2 separate regions of the Mus musculus genome follow, and region 2 is linked to region 1. The links are chromatin contacts, called in public HiChIP or PLAC-seq maps. All regions are on one chromosome and are shown on one strand. Each heading gives the region's core, a stretch centred on a gene start, on an enhancer-like site or on the middle of the called end of the contact. The rest is flanking DNA. Distances are from core to core; before and after follow the strand shown.

Region 1 (5,963 bases), core at 2,851-5,350:
GTCCCCTACTCTCTCTGAGCCTTAGTTCCTTCCTCTACAGTCACCTGGGAACTGAAGTCCTACTGAGCACAGGGCACAGCTGCTAGGGCCCAGAAGCATCGTCTAAGCTTGGGATCTGTCCAGACACATTGTCATCTAGACACACTTTGGCTTTTTCTTGCTCTCCCCACTCCGGGGTAGAGCTTGTCTTTGGCCCCACTGCAGGGGACTCCTGGATACTAAACATAGAGGGGTATTGGGAGATCACCTGCAGTATGCTAGCTTTGCCTTTCAGCACCCCTCCCCAGTGTTAAATTCTCCCCATCTATAGCAAACCCCATATCTGTGAAATTGAAGTGCCCCTGGAAAATGCTAACCCCTACCCCCAACTATCGAACTAAGGAGGGTTCTGGGCATCCAAAGATGGACTCCCACCATGTCTCTTTGCAGAAACCTTGCTCCTTAGACACACAAGTAAACAGACCCAGCACGTTGTGGGAGTCCACGGGGGACTTGCCAATGCTGCAGTAAGCCATTGTAAAGTTTGAACACAGGGCTCTCTAGTCTTGGCTGCTGGGGATGGAAGCTCCAGGCTTTTGTGTTTGAATGTTACTTTGAACTCTTCTGCAGCTCCCACAGAGCAGGGGGGCGTTGGGGGCTGGGGAGACAGGACTCAGGGACATTGCAGCATCTATCTTGACACAGAGTCACTGCTCTGGGTTATCAGAGGCTGAAACAGAGCTGCCGTATAGGTGTGGGCGCTTAGCTCGCAGCTGTGGCCTCTGGACTGTGTATGCCAGGCTGAGCCTGTGGACCACGACGGTGACTCCGCCCGCGCTCAGGCGGCGCTTGGAGTAAACAAAGGCGCACTGCGCCTGGGGGCTTCTCCTGCAATCGGAGCGCAGAGTTACATCACGGTTCCCTGAGGGCGCCACCCTGGCAGCCAGTCCCCCGTGGCCCAAGCTTGCCCATGTCCGAGGGGCAGGCAGCTGGCAAGGTGCCAGGATGCGAAACTTTGCAAATTTTTCTCTTGAGGCTTTCAGGGCTTTGTTGAAACATAGGTTTAGACCCAAGACCGGAGTGTACAAGGACTGTACCTCAGTTTCCCCATCTGTGAGACTAGGTGGCAATGATAGGCTTCTGGGTCTCCCGCCTGAAGTATGGGGGAAGCAGCCAGGGCGAGGGCTGAGATGGGCTGTGACCAGTGACCAGAGGCCAGCTTTGTGCTGTCTACAGAGCAGTTTAGAGGGGGTGCTTGTAAAACCAAGTGTCCTAGGACGTACCCAGCCGCTGCACCCCTTTTTAAGTCTCCTTGGAGTGTAGAGCTCAGCCACCACATAGGAAGCACAGCTTTGAGTCTTAGCATCCACCTGTTCTCACTTGCTCTGGGCGTCAACCCTCTAGCTGTTTTGTGACAATTGGTTGAGTTGGAAAGGTATTGGGTTGCACACCCTGGACAGAGCTTTCCCATCCACACTATCAGCTTCTCTGCGGGAGCAAGCTGCTGAGAAGATGGTGGGCACCCGAAGGCTGCTGAACAAGGCATGACCTATTACCTCAAGGGACACTTGCTGGGTCTGCCCCTGGGCGGTCCAATGAGCGTCTAGCCAGTATCCAAGTATGACTGCCGAGCACTCAGAAGGTGCTGGGACCCACTCTGGACCTTAAAGTCCATATAAATTGTATTATGCTGAAGATGGCTGAGATTCAGTTGATGCCCCCTCTCTCCCAAAACAACAAAAACCGCACGATCAGTACTTCCTTTATATTAATCTAAGGTAGTCATGAACTCTCTTATCAGATATCTGCCCTTGCATTCTCATTTGTTTATCCTAAGGAAAAGTGGTTTACCTATTGGTTGCCCATTTCTCGCCCCACCCCCACCCCTTTACTACGTCAAATATACAACCCTTTATTAGAAGCCCTTAATTTTAAACAGCTAAAGTTAGCTTCAAGCAGATAAGTGACGCACACACCTGTATCCAAGCACTCGGAATCTGAGGCAGAGGATTGTCATGGGTTTGAGGCCAGCCTGAGTTATACATGAAATGATCAAGACAACATAATGATTCCCTTTGTTGGTTGCTGTGTGCTTAAGGACATATTTCCCTGTTAATCTGCTTTGCCTACTGAACTTGCAGGTCTTTTTTTTTTTAAGATTTTATTTATTTTATGTATATGAGTACACTGTCACTCTCTTCAGACATACCAGAAGAGGGCATCAGATCTCATTACAGATGGTTGCAAGCCACCATGTGGTTGCTGGGAATTGAACTCAGAACCTCTGGAAGAGGAGTCAGTGCTCTTTATTGCTGAGCCATCTTTCCAGCCCCAAACTTGCAGGTCTTAAAGTACACAGAAGGAGAGGGAGAGTGGTTCCCTCTCCCACAGTAGGTGCTACACACTGCTATGTGAGTTAGCTATGTAATTTATGATGGGAAAAATAATGTAAAATGTCTCCCTAATTATTTTGATATTTTATAAATTGAAACAGTAACACTTTGGTAAGTGTTGAAATAATAATTTTTTAGTAAATTGGGCTAGGTATATTATTGAGGCTAGTTTCCCATTTTAAAAGAAAAGCTCTTAGTCTCTACTAGAAAATCTCAACTAACATATGGGTTCATGTTATGTTTTTATTGGCTAGAACTGCTGAATGTCAAGTGACCTTGTATCTCTGGGCTTGAGTTTGCCAAGGAGCGTTAGCATGTCTGTATTAACTGAGTGCCCTGTGTCCTGTTCTGAGCGGCTTAGGTGGCAGCAGGTGAAGGAGGGAGAGGCTGGGTGCTGATCCACAGGTTGCTGTTAAGCCCCGCTCTTGGCCACCTGCTGTCTGGCCTCCCTTCCTCACAGGGCAGTCAGGACAATAGAAGGCTGGGCAGGACTGTGGAGCCTGATAAAGCTCTGCGAGAAGCTGAAAGAAGAAACTCTATGTAGGCCAAGGATTCTGAAGACCTTGTGGCCAATGGCCAGGAACTCTGGCTGGTCCTTGAGAATGATTTTCATGGCCAGGTCTACAAATGAGCCTTTTATCTACACAGACTCAAGCCTCCCTGCCCAGCCCCTCCTGGCTGATTCCTATGGCAGCACAACGCCGGGCTAACCCTGCCAGCACTGCTGGTTGTCAGAGCAGTAATGGGCTCCCTGGCTCTATCCTCTCTGTCACCATCTATTTCCCAGGCCCTGCTTGATTAAAAGATGTTCTGATAACCGTCCAGAGATGTAAGCTGAGGTCTAAGAAAGCAATCTATCTCAGTCTCTAGCAAAAACAAATAAGGCAACAGTTTCTGTGGCTGGTATTTCTGATTCACAGCTCACACCTGGCTTCTAAGAGAGATGGGTCTGGTTGGTCTGACCTGGGTTTAAACCCATGCAGCTGATATGTGTGACAGCTTTACGGTCCTGAAAAGCTAGCCAGAGCTGCACTTATTTAAACAACCCTATCTAGCATTCCTTCTTCCTCCCATATATAAACTCGCTTACAATAAACAGCCCGGACTCCTAGTGTGCTTGGCGTGTATCAGGCACTGTGCTAGTGTGAATTCAATTCGCTTGTGTCAGTTCAACAACTACCCCACGAGGTGTTACTAACTGCCGTCCACAAAGGAATCAAAACTGAAGCACAGAGAGGTCAGTTGAACTTGGGCAAGTTCTCACAGCTAGACAGGTAAAACAGATTGAAACCCGAGCCCTCTGGCATCAGCGCCTGTGCTCTTGGAATGCTGGAGGAACCACATTGCTTCGTTCCCTTAACTGTCCCCTTACTAACAAGCTCGTGATCAACCGGGACTTGTGTTCATAATCAAAAGGTGTCAGAGATTAACCTAAACACACGGAAAACTTATGAGGTGCAAAAGTGACCAAACTCATGAGAGAAGACGGGGAAACAACCAACATCCAGTATCTCTGGCTGTTCTGGTAGTCACAGGGCACAGAGCATGGGGGCAGCTTGTTGAAAATGAGCCTCAGTAGAAGGTGGCATTGACTGGCACCCATAGACTAGCAAGTCACCTAAGCGGACGCTGAGATGGAGACACCTGGGCTGCTGAGGTAGGAGGGTGTGGGCTGACTTGCCAGAAGTGAGAACGAAAGAGCATGCCCTTCACACAGGAAAACAGAGAACTGTCTGGGGACAGAGGAACCCAGGAAGACGTCAGCAAGCTGTGGCTGGTATGGGGCACAGCAGGACAGGAAGCAGATGGTGGGTCTTTCTTTACACAGGATAAGGCTGCAGGCTGAATGTGTTTTGTCTCCAAGGCACACATAGCTATGTCCTCTCCATTACAGAACAATAAGAGGTGGATCTTTAAGAGCCTCATGGATGTATGACTCCATTCCTGGGATGACTAGATAAATAGGTCATTGGGTTGTCTCAAAAAGGTCTATAAAAGCTGTTTTGCTGAGCTTGCCCTCTCTCCTCCCCCTCTTTCCCTCTGCCCTGGGCCCCCCATCTCTCTTCCTTTCCCCCTCCTGTGCTGCCTCTGGATCTTGCCAAACAAGGTCATCACCTTCTTGTGGCAGAACCATGAGTGAAGATAAACCCTTTCTTCCCAATTGATCCACTCTAGATACTCTGTTAGTAGCAAAACAAAATGGCCGAGATAAGTAGCTTCCCTTCAATTGTTACTTGTAGCAGTGTCTAAACCCATGGGAAGAAGAAACATTTTAAAAACAAGTGTTACTTCTGCCATTCTTTATCCATAGGTCTATGTGGGCAGGCAAGGAAATCCTGCCTAAGAAATGAGCTTGCAGGCCGCTGGGGATGACACTCAGCTGTTAGACTGTTTGCTTAGGAGAGGGCAGCACTTAGTGCCTTCCAGCCCAGCACTGAGGATTCAGGGGGTAAAAAGGCTGAGCTGGGGAGACAGCTCAGTGGGTAAAGTGCTTCCTCTGCAAGTGTGAGGATCAGAGTTCTGACCTCCCTGACCCATGAAAATGCCAGGTGGCCATGGCAGCCCCAGAAGGTGGAGACAGGGGACCCCTAGAGTGAGGTAGTTAGCAAGACCAGTGATATCAACAAGCTCTGGGTTTCACTGAAGACCCGGGTTACAATAAAGAAAGTGGAAGAGCTATGGAGGCTGGCTCCCAATATCCACCTTGGTGGGCTTCTACATCCAAGTGCATAGACGTGCACATAATCACACATGTGCAAACCATGCATATATACACACTTGCCACACACACATACATACATACAAATAGAAAAAATTCAAAGTCATCCTTGGCTACATAGCGAGTCGGAGGCCAGCTTAGGATACTCGAGACTGTCAAGAAGAGGAGAAAAAAGAGAGAAAGAAAAAAAGAAAGAGGAAGGAGATTTCCAGGCGGAGCAGCACATGTTTGTAATTTCAAAATGTGTGGAGCAGAGGCAGGCCATCTGGGGCTACATAGTAGACCTGTATTTTTAAAAAATGCACACACACGCACACGCACACACACACACATGCAATATACACATTTGGAGGATAAAGAGATTATTCAGCTGTTAAGGGCACTTGCTGTTCTTCCAGGGGCCCCAGTTTGATTCCCAGCACCACTTGGAAGCTCACAACCATCTGTAACTCCAGTCCCAGACTCCACAGGTACAAGACCTGCACATGGTGCACACATATACATGCAGGCAACATATACATATGCATAGAATAAGTAAAAATGTAAAAAAAGTATAAACGGAATAAAGGAATATATATATGTGTGTGTGTGTGTGTGTGTGTGTGTGTGTGTGTGTGTGTGTATGTGTGTGTGTATGTATGTGTGTATGTGTGTGTGTGTGTGTATATATATATGTGTGTGTGTGTGTGTGTGTGTGTGTGTGTGTGTGTGTGTGTATACATATATATGAACCACAGTAGGAGGAGTAGAGGGTGGTGTGTGCTAAGCTACATCCTTCTCTACCCATGAAACTTTGTACAAGACAGGTTTATAGTACCAGTGATGAAGGGGCTAAGGGCCTGGCAGGGGAATCCAGGTGGAGAAGAGTGGGT
Region 2 (6,457 bases), core at 1,247-3,746, 1.0 Mb before region 1:
TATTAGTACATTATTGTGCTTATTTGTTATGCATTGTGTGAGTATCCCAGTCTGTCAGTCTGTGACTTGCTTTTTTTTTTTTTTTGTATTTTACTCTTTGTGAATGAGTGTGTGTGTGTGTGTGTGTGTGTGTGTGTGTGTGTAGCTCTGACTGTCCCAAAAATTGAACTGAAGACCAGGTTGGCCTCAAACTCTCAGAGATCCACTTGCTTCTATCTCCTGAGTACTGGAACTAAAGGAGTGTGCTACCACTTCCTGACTATAATTCTTTTTTTTTTTTTAAAAGTATTTATTTATTATACATAAGTACACTGTAGCTGTCTTCAGACACACCAGAAGAAGGCATCAGATCTCATTATAGATGGTTGCTGGGATTTTGTTGTTGTTGTTTTTGTTTTTTTTGTTGTTGTTGTTGGTGGTGGTGGTGGTGGTGGTTGGTTAAAGGCGTGCGCCACCATGCCAGACAGGTTGCTGAGATTTTTGAACTCAGGACCTCCAGAAGAGCAGTCAGTGCTCTTAACCACTGAGCCATCTTTCCAGCCCCTGACTATAATTCTTAAAGAGCAATGGTTTTAATTTTAGTGAGAAGCATTGTATCAGATTATTTTTTTCTGCTATATACTGTGGGATTTTGTTTTTGTGTTGTCCTATCAAAGAAATACTTATTTAAACAAAATCACAGATATTTCCTTTTCTTTATATATTTAAGTGTATGGATTTCTTGCCTGAATGTAATGTCTATGCACTGTGTGTGTGCAGTGCCAGAGAAGGCTGGAAGAGGGTATCAGATTCTCTAGAACTATAATCAAAGATGGTTGGGAGCTGCCATGTGGATGCTGAGAACCACACCAAGGTCATCTCTCCAGCATCCCATGTTCTCTATTTTGAAAATATTTTTCTTAAACATGGCTTTAAATTGTGCTCTGCACATTTTGACAAATTGTATTATTATTCTCACTTAATTAAAATATTTCTAATATTCTCTCCTAATTTCTTCTTAGAACCATAAGTTATTTTAGAGGCCTGTTGTTTGATTTCCAAATCCTTGGGAGCTTCCCAGATATTTTTCTGTGACTGATTTATAGCTTAGTTATCATGATAGAATATATTTCAAATGATTCCAATTATTTTTAATTCACCAAGGTTTGATTTATGGCTCAGAATGTGGTCTGAGTGAAGACTACAATTCACTTGGAAAGAATGTGGGTTTTGCTGTTGTTGGGTGGAAAGTCTCACGGATAAATTATCATCAGATTAAATTGGTTAGTGCTCTTCAAGTTACCCAATGACCCATAACCACTCCAATTTTGCGCACTTGCTTTTTACTGTGCGGAGAGGGGACTCTCCCTTCTGTCTCTCAGCTCCATGGTTTTAACTGTCTGTTTCCTGAGACACTGTTCTCCCGTGCACATACCTTGGGAACTGTTGTCTCCTTTGACGAGCTCACCCCTTGAACTTCTGCCCTCCAGGTCACTCCAAAGTCTACTTCTCACTGCCTTTGGACTGCTTTCCCTTTGGCTCTTGTTTATATAACTTTAGCTTTCTTTCTTCTTTTTGTTTTGTTTTGTTTTTGTTTTTGTTTTTTTGAGACAGGGTTTCTCTGTATAGTCCTGGCTGTCCTGGAATTCACTTTGTAGACCAGGCTGGCCTCGAACTCAGAAATCCGCCTGCCTCTGCCTCCCGAGTGCTGGGATTAAAGGCGTGTGCCACCACACCCGGCAACTTTATCTTTCAAAACAACCCAAACTGACTTCAAACTTCCAACCCTTCTGCCCCAAGTCTGAGGTTAATTTGTGCCACATTCTCCTCTTGCTCTCCCACTAGTGGTAAGTGTGGTTACAGTTACTCACTTGTGCAAGCCTTGTAGAAGCTGGGTGTGGATGTGGGTCACTGTGTTTGGAGCCAGTAGGGTGCTTCTGGGTGCTGCTGGCTTCTTCCGGCCCAGCTTCCTAAGAGCCTATGTTTTTGGTCTTAGAAGGTGGGATTCCCAACAGTGTTTCTGTGCCTGAGACAGAGTTCCTGTCTCACCTACAGGGCAAAGGTGTCAAAATTTTCTTCTTTGCCTGGAGAGCAGAGTCTTGGTTCCTGCCTCGTCTGCAGCAGCCCTGGGGCCAGGTAACACACAGTTTTGGCAGCTATTCTAGGGAACCAGTGTGCTTCCGATGCACAAGCAGGCAGGAGCTGCAGGGTATGTGTGCTCCTGCCAAGTGGTGCTCCCTGTCTCCCAGCCTTTCTCCTGCATAGCCAGGAAGGGCACAGTCTTGCTTCACCCCCACATTTTCTGCCCAGGAGAACAGCTGGTCTTGTCTTTCTCAGGAAGAGCTTGCCACTGGAATTCCGTTTCTAACTTGCCTCTGACCTCAACTCTGACCGCTTTAGTAAATCCTGCCTCTTCCTGCTACAAAGTAACCTTCCTGTTACGATGTAACTGACAGCTCTCCTGTGGCTCTCAACAGACTCAGAATGACTTTTCACATATGCAAATAATCAAAGGGTTTTCCACCCACACGCATGTCCTCTGCCTGACTCCTGATACCCTCTGAGGCAATGTCCCTAGCTAACAGTGTCTTGAGGATTTTTTTCACTTCTCAGCAGCTTGAGTCACACTTGCTTCCTCTGGAGTGGCTGGCTGCCACCACCCCCCCCATCCCCCCATGCACTGCACTGTTCCAGTGCGTGACAGTCCTTAGTCACGCCCCCTCTCCTCTTTCTAGTCATACTTCCATTTGACTCAAGTTTCAAAACAACCGGTTCTTTTTAAAACTAAAAACGGATTTACCAGAAGGCCCAGCAGTTCCAGTGTCTCACATTTATCCCAGAGAAAATGACATTTATTTCCCCAGTAGGACCTGGACACAATGTTCACAGCAGCTTTATTTGTAATAGCCCCCAATAAATAAAATACTTGGATATTTTCCCAAATGTAAGTAGGTAAGCACACTGGTTCGTTCACATCCAAGACTGCTTGCTACTCAACAATGAAGAATGAACTCAGCTTTGGTGGGTGGGCCTCCTGAGAAAATGCTGAGTGAAATTGTATCAAAGAACACTATGGACAGGAATCTATTTATATACCAGTGGGGTGAAAGAACTGATTCACTGACGAGGGTGAGTTGTTCTCAGGGACTAGGAGTAGGAGAGAGACTGTGGTCACCTTAAAGGGGCAGCCTGAGGGAGCTGTGAAGGTGTCTTTGCAGCTCCGGGCTAGGCATTAGAAATGACTGCACAGGCCAAATGAACACTCTCACTTCCAACAAGCGATCTTCTGATTCTTGGACAGCTCACCCTGAAGCTCAGTTCCATTCTAATGATAACTACCTGGAGAAGGCTTTCAGCTTCAAGGCCTTTTGTTTTGTTTTTGTTTTTTGAGACAAGATTTCTCTGTGTAGCCCTGGCTGTCCGGGAACTCCCTCTGTAGACCAGGCTGGCCTCGAACTCAGAAATCACCTGTCTCTGCCTCCCAAGTGCTGGGATTAAAGGCGTGCGCCACCACCACCCGGCTCAGCTTCAAGGTCTTAAGGGCTTGGCCCCACCAACCAGGGTCAAATATCAGTTCCGGCATTTCTCCTTAACCTAAGACAATCCGGCTTCTCAGACTTGATGATTTGCTAGTTCACAGAAAACAAAACATGTTCTTTACAGCTTACTGGTTTGTGTAAAAGATGTGACTTTGAACAGCCAAATGGGAGGCACACACAGAGGGAGGGCTTCCTTGCCTCCTCCCTCAATTGTCCTGGGGGTTTGTTTCTATGGCTGTGATAATCATCTTGACCAAAAGCAGCATGGGAAGGAAAGGGTTTACTCTGCTTACTCTTACACTTCCACATCCACATCACTGTTTGTTACTGAAAAAGGCGAGGGCAGGAACTCTAGCAGCGTAGGAGGCCATGGAGGAGTGCTGCTTAGTGACTTGCTCAGACTCAGAGCATCCACGACCAGCAGCCTAGGGGTGGCCCTGTCCACAATGGGCTGGGCCCTCCCACATCAATCATCAATTAAGAAATGCCCTACAGGCTTGCCTAAAGCCTGATCTTATAGAAGGGATTGCTCACTAAGGTTGTCTCCTCTCAGATGACTCTAGCTTCTATCAAGTTGACATAAAACTAACTAGCACACCTGTTCAAGGCACAACCCCTCCCAACATCACCATGAATCTACTGGCCTGGAAGTTCTCCAGACCTCATTATTTAGAGGTTTTCTTTGTTGGTTTGTTTTTAGAGAGAGAGTTCTATACTGTTTGCATGGCCCCATAAAACATTTGTCACTGGCAAGTGAACTCATCCCTGTCCCTCTCCCTTCCCTAGACGTCACAGGGAAAGTCCTAATTTAAAACACTTCTTCCAAGCCGGGTGTGGTGGCGCACACCTCTAATCCCAGCACTTGGGAGGCAGAGGCAATCGGATTTCTGAGTGAGGCCAGCCTGGTCTACAGAGTGAGGTCCAGGACAGCCAGGCAATACAGAGAAACCCTGTTTTGAAAACAAAACAAAACAAAACAAAAAAAACAAACCCCACTTCTTCCTGGTGAGCATCCTGCTCCTTTAAATAGCCACTTTATTAAGTTAAACTCCAGTGTGAAAAGGGCTTCTTTCTTATAAATAAGCAAAGACACCCCTGGCTTTGAAGAGCTCTGTCCCAGCATCTGGGAACAGAGGCCATATATAGGCAGATGCTTCTTGCCGTACGAAAGGGTTGTGTGTGCAGTCCCAACTGCTGAGCGCTTTCTCCAGCTTCCTGTATCAGCTCTTTGCACAACCTCTCTGAACTGAACTCTACAGCCTTTCCAGCCCGTTCTTAGCCATTCTGAAAACTGCGCATTTGCATACTATTCTGCGAAGCGTTAATGTGTGATCTGAGAGTTAGCATTAGTGATGAAGAGGCTGGGGAGCAGGCTCAGTAGGTAAAGGAGATTGCTGCCAAGAATGAGGATCAGAGTTTGACCCCCGACCCCACATAGTAGGAGAGGACAGACTTCCACAAGTTGTCTTCCAGCCTTTACATGCACAGTGTGGCATATGCACGTGCACACACACGGTGAATAAATAAAGTAAGTAAATGGAATGTCAATAAGTAAGTTTGGAATAAAAGAACTCCTGCTTGCTAGTGGCTGGCTATAAAGGGCAACTGGGACTATTTTGCTAATCATAACCAAAAAAACTGTGTAGCTTGTGAATTAGTTGGTTATCCAATAAGCTCTGACATTGTGGAAAGGCACACATATCTGTTTCTGACATAACATAATCACAACAGGGACATATTTGTCTTTCTCTAGCTTGTCCTAACTTACAGGCAAGGACAGGAGACACCTGTCAGTTACTAACACAGCCCCTGTCACTGGGCTCACTGATGCAACTGTTTTGCTTCCTGGGTGGTTGCTTGGACTCTCAATTTGGCTTCTTAAAATATGGGTGACAGCAAGCTGGCTTCTTGACCATTGACTGTGACAAAGGGAGTGGTTTCCTGGACAAAAGCTCAGGCTGTGGGGCAGAGTTCTACTTTACATATTGGGTTTTGTTTTTGTTTTTTTCAAGACAGGGTTTCTCTGGTAGCCCTGTCTGTCCTGAAACTCACTTTGTAGACCAGGCTGGCCTTGAACTTAGAAATCCGCCTGCCCCTGCCTCCAAAGTGCTGGGATTAAAGGCTTGTGCCACCACTGCCGGCTACATTTTGTTTTTTGTTCTCCCCAGAGCATTTTCAGAACCCCCCCCCAGGAAACACCCTGGGGCCTCCCATGCTCCCCTGACCTTGTCCCATTTCCCCTCCAGCCTCACCTACCACTTTCTGCCTCTTTCCAGTCTAACTCTGCATAGTCCCTGCTGCTCTGAAATGCACCAGGCCCTCTTCCAGGACACACTCAGCCTTTTTTTTTTTTTTTTTTTTTTGGTTTTAATGACAGGGTTTCTCTGTGTAGCCCTGGCTGTCCTGGAACTCACTCTGTAGACCAGGCTGGCCTCGAACGCAGAAATCTGCCTGCCTCTGCCTCCTGAGTGCTGGGATTAAAGGCGTGTGCCACCACGCCCGGCTACGCTCAGCCTTTAATACTATTCATGTCTACTTTTCCCAGCTACAAGGAAACTTCCACAGGATTTACATTTTAGTTGAGTTGGTTCACTGTTTTAACAGTGCCACCTAGAGCACTAAAACTGCCTTACCTAGCAAAAGTCAGTGCCTAGTAAAACATTTCATTTTTTAAAGTATAAACTAATTAAAAATAGTGAGTTTCGCTGGGTGTGGTGACGCAGGCCTTTAATCCCAGCACTTGGGAGGCAGAGGCAGGTGAATTTCTGAGTTCGAGGCCAGCCTGGTCTACAAAGTGACTTCCAGGACAGCCAGGGCTACACAGAGAAACCCTGTCTCGAAAAACCTAAATAAATAAATAAATAATCCCTGTCTTGAAAAAAAAAAACAAACAACCAAAAAAAAAAAACCTGAGTTTCACTATGACACTTTCATATATA

What was found. HiChIP or PLAC-seq counts read pairs in DNA pulled down with a chosen protein or histone mark.
Region 2: an H3K27ac HiChIP or PLAC-seq map of large pre-B cells shows a contact between it and region 1, with 2.8 times the contacts expected there. The contact joins two enhancer-like sites. A contact is called at or near these places in 1 of 484 Hi-C or Micro-C datasets (B cells) and 1 of 115 datasets of contacts at active chromatin or transcription factors (large pre-B cells).

Annotation. Positions count from the first base shown.
Region 1 is chr9:57,276,653-57,282,615 of GRCm38.p6, reverse strand. No RefSeq gene overlaps it. Among named protein-coding and RNA genes, the nearest start is that of 1700017B05Rik, 17 kb to the right of the region's middle. Within about 2 kb of position 4,100, at least 128 of the 459 cell types and tissues checked have an H3K27ac peak or open chromatin away from gene starts, as enhancers often do. A contact at or near this core is called in B cells, where this site is marked.
Region 2 is chr9:58,271,425-58,277,881 of GRCm38.p6, reverse strand. No RefSeq gene overlaps it. Among named protein-coding and RNA genes, the nearest start is that of Stoml1, 21 kb to the right of the region's middle. Within about 2 kb of position 2,496, at least 285 of the 459 cell types and tissues checked have an H3K27ac peak or open chromatin away from gene starts, as enhancers often do. A contact at or near this core is called in B cells, where this site is marked.